Regions from separate parts of the Sus scrofa genome. Here region 1 is linked to region 2. A link is a contact called in public Hi-C data. All regions are on one chromosome and are shown on one strand. Each heading gives the region's core, a stretch centred on a gene start, on an enhancer-like site or on the middle of the called end of the contact. The rest is flanking DNA. Distances are from core to core; before and after follow the strand shown.

What was found. A called contact is a pair of places that touch in the nucleus more often than the background predicts.
Region 1: a contact with region 2 is called in a Hi-C map of epiblast stem cells, with 2.6 times the contacts expected there. The contact joins the promoter of C2H19orf66 here to the promoter of DHPS in region 2. A contact is called at or near these places in 2 of 5 promoter capture datasets (fetal liver and liver) and 1 of 47 Hi-C or Micro-C datasets (epiblast stem cells).

Annotation. Positions count from the first base shown.
Region 1 is chr2:68,940,518-68,943,640 of Sscrofa11.1, reverse strand. C2H19orf66 (chromosome 2 open reading frame, human C19orf66) reads right to left here and starts at 1,395. Exons shown (of 8, transcript NM_001244321.1): 1 at 1,068-1,395; 2 at 473-596; 3 at 228-277. The coding sequence starts at 1,088.
Region 2 is chr2:66,302,048-66,304,895 of Sscrofa11.1, reverse strand. DHPS (deoxyhypusine synthase) reads right to left here and starts at 1,521. Exons shown (of 9, transcript XM_003123318.5): 1 at 1,132-1,521; 2 at 363-527; 3 at 23-144. The coding sequence starts at 1,338. GNG14 reads left to right here and starts at 1,771. Exons shown (of 3, transcript XM_021083731.1): 1 at 1,771-1,894. The coding sequence starts at 1,811.

The DNA of each region.
Region 1 (3,123 bases), core at 146-2,645, 2.6 Mb before region 2:
CACTGGCTAGTTTCTTGTCTCACCCCCACTGAATACAGTCAGCATGTAATGAGCACCTACTGTTTGCAGGCCCGCCAGCCAGATACAAGACTGAGAGGTGAATAAGTGAATGAGGCTGTACCATGAGTTGTGGACTGACAGTGCACAGCGGGGGCTCAGCGTGAATGAGCTTACCCTTCTGTTCTCCCTCCCCTTAGCACATCCTTTGAGGGAGAGGGACAGTTTACCTGGGCATCCAGGTCATTACTCAGTTCCTGTCCATCTTTCTGCTTTACCCCTGGTGGGGAGAGTAAGTGTAAGTGAAGGGCCCTTGAAAGATCTTGTGGGAGTTTCAGTGTCCCCAGAACCCCTGATACAGACCGCTCCCCAAAGAGATGATCTCATCGCTTCTTTCTACCCCCAACACAGACCACACCCCCCTCCAGTGCTCCTCTGCAGAACCCCCACCAGGCCCTCGATCCGGCCTGCTCACCGTACACGATGGAGCGCCCCACTCCGGTGTGGTCGCTGCCAAATTTCCTCATCAGAGTCCCCGCCTTCTTGGGGGATACCTTCCCATGAAACTTCTCCCGGAGGCGCCGGACGCTCTTCTCCAGCTGGGGTGGGGACAGGGGGCTCCGAAGGAGGAAGGAGAGGAGCGATGGCCCTTCCCCCATCCCTAGGCATCCTTTTTCTTGGCCTGAACTTGACCCTTGGTTTTGGCTTCTGCACAGCACCCCCCCCCCCCCAATCCCTCTACTGCATTTCCTGGAAAAAGCCAAAGTCCCTACAAGGCACTGGGGGAGGGAGCGGACCAGGGTGAGCGTCCTAGGCTAAGAGAGGAGGCCCGCCAGGTAACCCCTGGCCTCTGACCCTTGACCCAGCAGCCTCCGCTTTTCCTCGAGGAGGCCGCATTTCGCTCTAGGGCATGTGGTGGCCACTCTCCTTTCTGAGGGGAACGAGTGCCAGCCTAAGGATTGGTCTGGGTTTCAGATGGAGTCCCCAGGAACTGCGAAGCCCCTTTCGCGCCCCGAACTCCTCCCCAGCATCTCTCGCAGGCCCCCGGCCCACTGGCAGCCATCTCCTACCTCCACACCTTCCTGAGACATGGTGGCGGCGCAGGTCCCAGCGAGGGTCCGCACTGCGCGCTCAGCGACCCCCTACCTGGGCGCGCCCGTCGGTCCTGCCGCCGCGCAGGGCAGGGGGCGGGGCCTCCAGGCGGGCTCCGCCCTTCCTTTCCGGCCCTCCGTTTCGCTTTCGATAGGGAAAGGGGGGACGGGGCGCGCTGGCTCCGCCTTGGCTCCGCCTCTGCTCTTGCGCCCCAAACCCAGGCGGGCGCCACCGATCTGCACCCTGCGGCGGAGCGCGCAGACCTCGGGCGGGGGAGGCAGCGCGGCCTCTGCAGTCGGTCACATGTCCCCACGCTGCGCGGGGTCCGCGTCTTCACGTCCCTCGTGGGGGTGGGGCCGCATCGGAAGGCCGCGGCGAGTTTCCGCGCCCCCGTTAGCTCGCGCCCCCCCATTTCATTGTTCCATCCCCTCCCCTCCCCGGGAATCAGGCAGTATTCAGCACCTGGACCCCTTTCTTGCTCTGAGTCTCTTACCTGGCCACGTCCCCTTTCTGAACCTCAATTTACTCCTCTGTAAGATGGGATGATGGTAGTGGCTACAGTCTGGGTGTATTTTGGCGGCGGGGCGGTGGCGGGGGCGGTGTGTGTTTGCCAGGATTCGATTCCCTGCGTAGAGCAGTTAGTAGCGCCTGGCAGGTTGTAGACACTTAACTGGTCACTGGGTCACCTACTATGTGTAAGATAAGGAGGGGCAAGCAGCTGGGGGGAAGGAAGAGATGCTTGTTAAGAACACAAATTCCCGGGGTCTCTAGCAGTTGTCCAGAGTTAGGCTGTCTAGGGGATTACAGGGAATTTACACTGTAAATGGGAAGGTTGAGAACCCCAGGGGTCCGAACTTTTCTAACCTAGCAGGGGGCGAAGAGGGGGCTAGAGGAGCTCTTAGGAAGGGCTCTGGCCCAGCCTGAAGGCTTCAGAAATGGCTTCTCTGAGGAATCCTTGAAGTATGAGGTCTCAGCTAAGCGAAGAATGGAGTAGGGAAGGAGGGAGCTAGTCCTGCAAAGACCCCAGAATCAAGAGAATCTAGCGCTTTAATCTAGGGCTTCTCAACCTCAGCTCTACTTGGGGCTGGATGGTTCTTTGTGGTGGGGACCTGCCCTGTGCATTGTAGGGTTTTGAGCTGCATCCCTGGCCTCTACCCACCAGATGCCAGTGGCACACTTGCCCCAGTTGAGACAACTGAAAGTGTCTCCAGATGCTGCCAAATACCCTCTGAGGGGCTAAATTGCATTAGGACAAATGACTCCAAAAATCATTTTTCAGTGAGCACCCCTATGTTCAAGCTCCATCCCCAGGTGGCTATTTGTGTATAAACTATATACAAATACAATTATACTGAGAGATTCCATAGATTATTTAATAATAATGTATTCAGTACATAAAGATATTCCTCAGCAGACTAAAAAAAAAAGGACATTAAAAATAGAAATGTTCCGGGAGTTCCCGTCGTGGCGCAGTGGTTAACGAATCCGACTAGGAACCATGAGGTTGCGGGTTCGGTCCCTGCCCTTGCTCAGTGGGTTAATGATCCGGCGTTGCCGTGAGCTGTGGTGTAGGTTGCAGACGCGGCTCGGATCCCGCGTTGCTGTGCCTCTGGCGTAGGCCGGTGGCTACAGTTCCGATTCAACCCCTAGCCTGGGAACCTCCATATGCCTCGGGCGCGGCCCAAGAAATAGCAACAACAACAACAACGACAAAAGACAAAAAGACAAAGGCAAAAATAAATAAATAAATAAATAAATATTATTAAAAAAAAAAAAAAAAAAAAAAAATAGAAATGTTCCGGAGTTCCCACTGTGACGCATCGGAATCGGTGGTGTTCCTGGAGTGCTGGGATGCAGGTTCGATCCCCGGCCCTGCACAGTGGGTTAAGGATCTTGCATTGCCTCAGCTGCAGCATAGGTCATAACTGTGGTTTGGATCTGATCCCTGGCCTGGGAACTCCATAAGCCAAGGGGCTGCCAAAAAACAAAAAAAAGAGAAGTGTTCTAATGTGTTCTTGAACCTCAACCTTTTGT
Region 2 (2,848 bases), core at 272-2,771:
AGCATCACTCAGGGCCCCTCACCTGTTGATCCCATTCTCACGTAGCTCCTTCCCCCTGAGGCTGAACTCGCCCAGGTATGTGGGCGCCAGACACTTGATGAGATCCTCCTCCACACCCCCAGCTGTGGTCACCAAGACGTCCACCTGCAGCCACAAGACAATGAGATTGGCCCAGGAAGAAGGGCTGTGCCCTCATCCCAGGCAGGTCTCCTAACCCCCAATTCTCATCCAGTGACCCCTGCGGGGAGCTCTGATGCAAAACAAAACTGACCCATATCTCCCTATCTCACTTAAAGGACCAATAATTTTATTGCCCCCTTAGACCCAGAGAGGTCAAAGCCACAACACCACCAGGTCCCCACCATGTTGTGCTGCACGAGGTAACGGATGGTCTCACGAATGCCTGAACTGATGAGATTGGATGTGTAGCCCAGAAAAATGGTGCAGCCGGTGAGTGGGCGGCGGCTCTGAGTCAGGTCTGCATGCTGGTCTTCATCCTGAGACAGTGGCTCCAGTTTCTTCTCTATCTAGATGGAAGGGTAGAGTCGAGTTAACCTCTGGCCCCAAACTCCAGCCCAAGGACCCCAGGTGGATTTCAGAGTCAGACTCCTCCCTCCAGGCCCTGCCCACTCTGGGATATGGCACCATTTCTACCTGGAACCAAGGAACGAACACCCCTGTGCAGGCTCTATCCTGTTCATAGCCCAAGTCTGAAGTCACATACTCAAGCTTTACCCCTTTTGAGGAGGTGGAGAGCATCCCTTTTGCGGGCCTGACACCTCTCCTAACTGGAAGGGAAAATTCAACCTCAGATTCTGCCCTTACTTGAGGTCCTCCTTCAACTGCTCTTTCAGCTGCAAGGTCTTGCCCCAGGATCTGTCCATTTCAGATCACTTTCACAAGCTGCATAAAACGCGCTCCCTATCCAGCATTAGTACCAACCCATTCCAGGTACTAGAATATTGACAATGCGGCATGTCCCCTTCACAAAGCAGAAACTCCTGTCCCCGCCTCTTTCCAACTACTGGACGAAGAAGACAACCGCCTCCAGGAAAGTCCCGCCCCCAAGTACTGCAAAATGCTACTGGAGGCCACGCGCCATCAACCCAGGAAGTCTTATCCAGGCCTCACCATGGCGTTGACTTGCTGTACCGCGCGCCCGAAGTTGGTGGCCTGGAAACCAGTGGTGCCGAAGGCCTCCAGCAGCGCGCGGTAGTCCACACCGCGGTTGAAGTCGTAGCCCCGGACCTGGGCGCTCTCGGAAGGCAGAGCCGAACTGTGCTTCAATACTGCGGCCAGCGCCGCTGCAGGCGCCTCCCTCTCCGGGAGACCCTCCATACTCCCGCGGCCGCGCTCTCAAATCAGAGCTACTCCAGGGCAGGCCAGGCCAGGCCTCCGGTGGCCTCGAAATGCGCTAAGTCCCGGCTCGCACTTCCGTAGGAGAGCGATAGGCTGGGGAGGCCCGGATGCTTTGTAGTCACATGACCCGACGACGACCGAAGGCCAGGGCGCAGCCATCTTTGCTTGTGTATTCCGTAGTACGGAAGCCGCAAGGAGTCATTATCTCCTGTTTCGCTTATTCTCGTCGCAAATCGATGAAGAGTCTTACTTTCACTGCCGCCTGCTGGAGACTCACCGCATTGGGTGGCGCTTGCTCGTTCGTTTCTGTCCTCTCAGAGAGAGGATGGCTTCATAGACGTCACCTTTGGACGGAATTCGAATCACCAGAAGTATCAGACAGTTTCTGCCTCTGAGCGTCAAATGGGATACTGGTCCCTATTCGGGTCTTGCAAGTCTCCAGAATTTCCACATGCTGCATAACCCTCCGGTATTCCTTCCCCCGGCAGCTGCAGCCTTCCCTACTTCTGGGAATCCTTCCCTGACCTTTCTCTGGGTAAGGGCTCTCCTCTGGGATCCAAGGCTGATTATCTCTTTCCCTCCAGCAAGGCTGAGATCCTGGAGGGTGAGATCTGTGTTTCATTGGTCCTCCTAACCATGCATAGAGTCTTGTCCAGAGGGGACCCCTTTAATCACTCTATCTACAATTCATGGAGTCTAAACTGTACATTGGGCTTTGTGTTGGGTGCTGCATATTTATCAGTGAACAAGAAGCAGATCCTGCCATTCTGGAACCGCCGGTTTGGGGACCCAGAAGGGTAATAACAATGGTAACTACAATTTAGGATTTAAACAGGCTGATGTGAGAGTCTTTGGGGTGGAAGGTGAATGGAAGAGTTGGTGATTTTATTTGGAGGGAGAGGTGGTTGGAAAAGGACTCCCAGAAGGTGACATTTGAGCCAAGGTCAGAAGAGAAAGGCAGGCACCATACGTGAAGATGGGGGAGGAGAGGAAGCCATTCCTCTGCCGCCTCCTAGTGGGAGAAAACAGCCACTGTAAAGACCCTGAGGCTGAAAATGAGCCTGCTTAGTAGTAAGAACAGAGCATCCTTCTAAATGGTCCCCACTTGGATCTCAAACTCACCACCTTAGTTCCCTCCCAGCCTAACCCCAATTTTCCTGCAGTCCGCACCCCCATCCTCCATTCATCTAGTAGACTAAAAACTGGGGAGTTGAGGAGTTCCCGTTGTGACTTAGCAGTAATGAACCCAACTAGTATTCACGAGGTCTTGGGTTCAATCCCTGGCCTCGGGTTTGATCCCTGGCCTCGCTCAGTGGGTTAAGGATCCAGCGTTGCTGTGAGCTGCGGTGTAAGTCACAGACGTGCCTCAGATCCTGGTTGCTGTGGCTGTGGTATAGGCTGGCAGCTACAGCTCCAGTTGGACCCCTAGCCTGGGAACTTCCATATGCCACAGGTGCAGCCCTAAAAAGACAAAAGAAATAAAGAAAAA